2 separate regions of the Pan troglodytes genome follow, and region 2 is linked to region 1. A link is a contact called in public Hi-C data. All regions are on one chromosome and are shown on one strand. Each heading gives the region's core, a stretch centred on a gene start, on an enhancer-like site or on the middle of the called end of the contact. The rest is flanking DNA. Distances are from core to core; before and after follow the strand shown. Region 1 holds the start of GSK3B (glycogen synthase kinase 3 beta). Region 2 overlaps FSTL1 (follistatin like 1).

Evidence for each region. Hi-C and Micro-C count contacts between places; a contact is called where the count stands out from the background.
Region 2: a Hi-C map of stem cell-derived neural progenitor cells shows a contact between it and region 1, with 4 times the contacts expected there. The contact joins the enhancer-like site here to the promoter of GSK3B in region 1. A contact is called at or near these places in 1 of 7 Hi-C or Micro-C datasets (stem cell-derived neural progenitor cells) and 1 of 1 datasets of contacts at active chromatin or transcription factors (stem cell-derived excitatory neurons).

What each region holds. Positions count from the first base shown.
Region 1 is chr2:123,396,783-123,399,697 of NHGRI_mPanTro3-v2.0_pri, reverse strand. It overlaps GSK3B (glycogen synthase kinase 3 beta), which reads left to right and starts at 1,376. Exons shown (of 10, transcript XM_016941724.4): 1 at 1,376-2,915.
Region 2 is chr2:123,710,808-123,713,722 of NHGRI_mPanTro3-v2.0_pri, reverse strand. It overlaps FSTL1 (follistatin like 1), which reads left to right. Exons shown (of 11, transcript NM_001244588.3): 3 at 2,757-2,861. Among named protein-coding and RNA genes, the nearest start is that of MIR198, 20 kb to the right of the region's middle. Within about 2 kb of position 1,387, at least 11 of the 24 cell types and tissues checked have an H3K27ac peak or open chromatin away from gene starts, as enhancers often do. A contact at or near this core is called in stem cell-derived neural progenitor cells, where this site is marked.

The sequences.
Region 1 (2,915 bases), core at 127-2,626:
TGATCTTGAGCTAACATGATATGCACATTATAAGATACACACAGAAATAAAAAAAGGATTAAAGGTGCACTATTTTAAAGATAAATTTCAACCGGCCCGGTGTGGTGGCTTACGCCTGTAATCCCGATACTCTGTGAGGCTGAGGCAGGCAGATCACCTGAGGTCGGGAGTTCGAGACCAGCCTGACCAACATGAAGAAACCCCGTCTCTACTAAAAATACAAAAGTAGCTGGCATGGTGGCACATGCCTGTGATCCCAACTACTTGGGAGGCTGAGGCAGGAGAATCACTTGAATCGGGGAGGCGGAGGTTGCGGTGAGCCGAGATCGCGCCACTGCACTCCAGCCTGGGCAACAAGAGTGAAACTCCGTCTCAAAAATAAATAAATAAATAAAGATACATTTCAATTATTTAAGGTCCCAAACCATTTTGTTTTCACCCTCCTACTGCTATCGGGCCCCTAACAATTATTAACACTTTTTCCAATGCCTCATCGGCCAAGGGATGTTTTTAGGTTGGCCTGCAGGGTTTGAAAATTTGGTTACCAACATTTAAAAATGCAGAGATTTCACACAAAAATCCAATTTTGGGGTTTCTTTTGGGAGGAAAAAAATTGAACATCTGAGAACACTGGACCCACATTCCTGAGGGCAACAATCTGCTAGAGCTGAGCAACTGTTCCTTTTAGTTATGGCATGGATATTCCAATTTGCCATTTTCCCTATCATTCCCCATTGTCTTACACAAGGCCAGTCTCACTCATTTGCTTTACTTGTCTGGCCTCTGTAAGCCATTTGAATCTGCAAACACTATCTAGACCTTTCCTGTCTTCCATCAAAGCTTACTTTGTTCTGTCCCAAGTCCTTCATCAGTGTTTCAAAGCAAGAGCCAGGTAATCTGATCAAATATAGGTCCTTTTACATGTGCTTTCTGGAGACAGCATCTTAACAGAAAGAGATGACTCTGCAGGTAGAAATTACAGGCACCACTGGATTACAATCAGGATGGCAACTGTCTGTTCTACTTTCTGTTATCTTGACGTAGCCATACCTCACTGTTCTAAAGCAGACCAAAGGAACTGGTTCTATGGTAGAACAATGGACGCTGGTCTTACGTATGAAATCTTCTCAAGCTGCACTTTTATAGATCACCCTAGTTCCAAAAGATCCAAAGCTACCACGGGCTCCTCTGACCCCCCCATTTCCTCGGAGGCTTCAGGATATCCGGCCTGACGGCATTTCCCCTCACCTGCTTTCGGGGCCCGTTTTGCGCTGGGCAGTTGCGCCCAAGGAGCGCGCGCATCCAGCATGAGCTCATTTCTCATGGGCGTTTCCAGAGGCCCGGCCGGGCCGCGCACACCGAGCGCAGCAAGCCTCTGTATCAATGGCCCCCGCAGCTGGGCGGGGCGCGGCCGCCCAAAGGCGCTGCCTTTCTGGAAGCTTTGTTCCCATTTTAGCGTCTGAGAGCTTGCAGCCGGCTGGGAAGGCCCCCTTGGTCCGTCTGGCCCTTTCGGGGAAGAGGCCGACACTCGGCACACGCGATCCAGGGCAGAGGGGGGCCTTGGGCGCGCAGAATTGGCTGCGCCCCGCCGAGAGCCTCCTGTGGGTGGGGAGAGCCCCTCCACCCCTCTGCTCGCTTGAGCGCTCAGAGCCCAGGGCCGCCGACCGCAGCACTTTCCGATTTGCTGCACCGAGGGCCCGCGGTCCGTGTGTGCGGTTTCCACTGTTGTTGGAGGCGGCCGCAGGCGAACCGTCCGGTCGTCAGCCACGACCCGAGTCAGGCATCTCCCCGCTCCTGGGACCGGGGCCGAAGGCCAATCACACTGCAGCTAGGTCTTGCGATTGGACGGCAGTGAGAGCCGATTGGCCGCCGCCGCGAGTTTCGGGCTCCCTCCCTCTCCCTTTTGCCCCAACTCCAGCGCCTAAGCTTCAGGCCAATGAGACAGCGCTTTATAGACGCCCTCCCTTCGCTTTCTTCTCCCCACCTTGGAGAGGGAGGGGAAGTCCTGACTGGCCAGACTGTCCTCGGAAGCCCCCTTCTCTTCACCAATCACCGAAGGAGGTACGCTCCCAGCGGAGTTTTCCAGCCAATCACAAAGCGGCGGCGGCGCCCAGCCGTGCAGTTTCACCAGCGTCTCTGGGTTTCACCGTCCTCAACTCTTCAAGCCTCTTCGTAAGGGCCGGCGACTCTGATTGGCCACTGTTGCCATTGTCGAATGTCTCCTCCAGCCAGCCACCGAACAAGGCGAATTCACCCTTTCCGTTCGGCTACCTTCGGCATTTTCCGCTCTGTGGGCGTGGTTTCCCAGCGTCACTTTCTAATTGGTTTCTCAGGCTGATCGGCTTTTTCCGGGAGGAGCCGCAAACAAACGACGTCCGTGATTGGCTCCGTTCGGGCTTCGGCTCCCAGCCGAAGCGGGCGAGCGTGGGGCTCGGCCGGCGATTCCCAGACGCCTGTTACGCGGGCGGCGGGGCGCTGGGCGGTGTAAGGCTGGGTGGGGGAGGAAGGAGGTGGAGGACGAGTAGGAGGGGGGAGGAGGAGTGGGGAAGTGCAAGGCGGCTGCGCAGACAGCGCTCCTCACACAGAGCAGCCCCTGACCCGGGCGAATGCGGGCTTGTGCCGCCGCCGCCGCCGCCGCCCGGGCCAAGTGACAAAGGAAGGAAGGAAGCGAGGAGGAGCCGGCCCCGCAGCCGCTGACAGGGCTCTGGGCTGGGGCAAAGCGCGGACACTTCCTGAGCGGGCACCGAGCAGAGCCGAGGGGCGGGAGGGCGGCCGAGCTGTTGCCGCGGACGGGGGAGGGGGCCCCGAGGGACGGAAGCGGTTGCCGGGTTCCCATGTCCCCGGCGTATGGGGAACAGTCGAGGAGCCGCTGCCTGGGGTCTGAAGGGAGCTGCCTCCGCCACCGCCGCCGCCAT
Region 2 (2,915 bases), core at 138-2,637, 310 kb before region 1:
TGGGTAATTTAAACCTAAATCTCTGACGCACTCTTAACGCACATTCTCCCGACACTTGCTAATTATGCAACTCACACCCCCATCATAATTTCCTTACGTCATCTGGATATGAAAATAAATCAAATATAAACTGCTTTCCCTTTGATTGGGCAGAATTCTAGCCCTGCCACTTTCTAGTTATTTAAGCCTCCGCTCTCTCACCTGTGAAATGGGGCTAGTAATGATGTCTAACTTAGGGAGTTATTGAAGAGCTTAAATCACATATAATAAAAATAACTTAGTAGGATGCCGGATATTTATAAATGGGAGTTTAGTTATCAGTGGTTGAAGATACGAGTTGGAATCCTAGCTCCTCTCATTTCTAGCTTTGGAAACTTGGGCAAGTTATCTGACCTTTCTGGTCTTCAATTTCCTCATCTATGGAATAGGGTTTATAATAATATACCTATTCTTGCAGGGTTTCCCTATAAGACAAAATCATGTGTATGAAAACATTTTGTAAATTGTACTATTCAAATATTAGTTGTTATAACTCAAAAGTTATCTGTTTCTTCAAATGGATTTTTGAGAACTATTCCTGAAAAATGACTTGGTTTAATTCAATCCATTTTTAATACTTACTAAAAACAACAATGTAAGTTAAAAGGAGGTTCCATACATGCCACAGGCTTTTCTGCAAGTAGCTCTATAAGGCATTCCCATGAATAACAGGTTTCATATGCAGCTTGTTTTACAGTTGGTACTTCCACATGTATCTCACTGAATCTCCGCAGGGCAGGGTTGGCATTTACCCCTACTTTATAGATGAGGACATGTGAGCCTTAAAGAATGAAAATTACTAGTTAAGGACAGAGACTAGTGAGTGGAGGTTTGTGGGTGTTTGCCTGTGGAGCTGTGTGCGGGTGTCTTTGAGTGCAGGCATGTGTCTGAGCATGCTTTTTTATGCATTTGTGTGTCCATAACTCATGGGACACACCAACAGGAGGGTGCGTATTTGTCTGAATCCCTTGGCTAGGGTGTCGTTTTTTTGGGAGAGGAAAAGGTAAACATATCTGAGGTTTTTTACAACTCGTCAGCAAAAACCTTTTCCTCTTCCTTTTTCGTGTTGCCTTACATTGTCAGGCACAGTTTCCACAAGAGGGCCCTGCCTGGAGAATATCCTTGATTTTTATCTCCACTCTCTGTTTAGGAAAACAAAAGCTCTCCAATCCCCGCAGACTTCTGGGAATTACTTCCTCTTTCTTCCCCGCCTGCTAGCTTTCTTGAATTCGCCTTAGCAACATTCAAAAAAAAATTGGTTTATCAACAGCATGTGAACCAATGAAATGTGAGCTGAGAACGGCTTCTAGACCAATGGGAGCCCTGCATGACCAGCAAGCTGGCTTGGGACAGAAAATAATAACCTGGAGTTTGCAGAGCAGCCTCTGGGTGGCAGCAGACTAGCTGTATTGGATACAGCACCTCAGCTCGAAAGCCTCTTCTTTCTTTTTGCTTTTTTCCCCTAATCTTAAGTATAAAACATTCACCAACTATAAGAATTGTACTGTTACAAGACTTGTGGGTGTGAGTTCTCTGCATAATGTGGTAGACATGGCCTGGAGGGTGGACTGTCTGGTTCCATCCCTGCCTTACCACAGCCAGCCCCATGACCCCATCGTGCCTCCTGCAGTCTTTGTTGGTTTTGTCACAGCATCTAGCCCAGTAGCCTTGAGTCTGGAGGTCTTTCGTGATTTTGCCTGCCCAGCCAGTCAGGATGAGAAGCTGGGGAAATCACATTCTCCTTCATGTAACCACCACTACCCCTGGGTTGAGTGGTGAATGAGGTGGGGCTGGCTTTCTGCCACCAGTGAATGGGAGGGAAGGGATGAGCCACCAACAGATCAGTGCCTGTCAATACCCCCACATTCTCAGGTGGCATACACTGAGACCATTCCCTGCCTTGTCAGTTCTGCTGCACACGTCTGAACAGGGGAATGCCTGACTAGCAAATGATTTGAGAATAGTTCTACTTTCAGGCAGCTTCGCCCTCTTAATCTTGAAGACAGTGGCAGACATAGGTAGGGGCTAAATGGGACCATAGCAAAAATAGCGAATCCACGTTTCCAATGGTTTAGCCATCCTTCTTTTGCCCTTTGAGATGATAATGCCTTGAACACCATTCAGTCAGGTTTGGGTCCTTCAGATAGTCATAGTTCTCTACAATGTTTCCATTTCTGCCTGACTGACTCCTCTCACCCTTTAAGAATCAGTTAAGACCTAGTATCTTCAGAAAGTATCCTTTGAAAAATTCTCACCCTCTTCCTCTCCTCCAGCTCCCTGGTGATCCTGTTCTTGCACTTCCTGTGTTGTTTTCCAAATGTCTCTTTGTGAGTTTCCTCTGAGAGTCATGGAGCTTCCTGAGGACAGGGTCTGTCCTTTGTATCTCCATCCCTTCGCGTAGCGTTGGCATAAAATTGGTGCTCAACAAGCATTTTTAGAAGAAAGGAAGCATGCAAGAAAGGAACTCTTGCTCTTTGAGAAACATATTAGGGACTCAGAAGTACCTGAACCTGGGCTGAAGCAGTATCTGGGAGTAGGGCACTAGCTGTTGGAGGCAACGTCTCCAACAGCTGTTTAAGACCCAACATCTAGCTGTTTAAGACCATGAGCCATGACTCCAGAGCAAAGCCCAAGCCTGAAAGATAATCTCATTATGGGCTCATTCCGTAATGGGTTCATCTCAGTCACACGGTTTCCTTTATGATTGTGTGTTTTAGGAAGAGCTAAGGAGCAAATCCAAGATCTGTGCCAATGTGTTTTGTGGAGCCGGCCGGGAATGTGCAGTCACAGAGAAAGGGGAACCCACCTGTCTCTGCATTGAGGTAAGTCCTGATGTCGGGAGCCAGAGGACAGTGGCCAAGGCCAATGTGGCTACC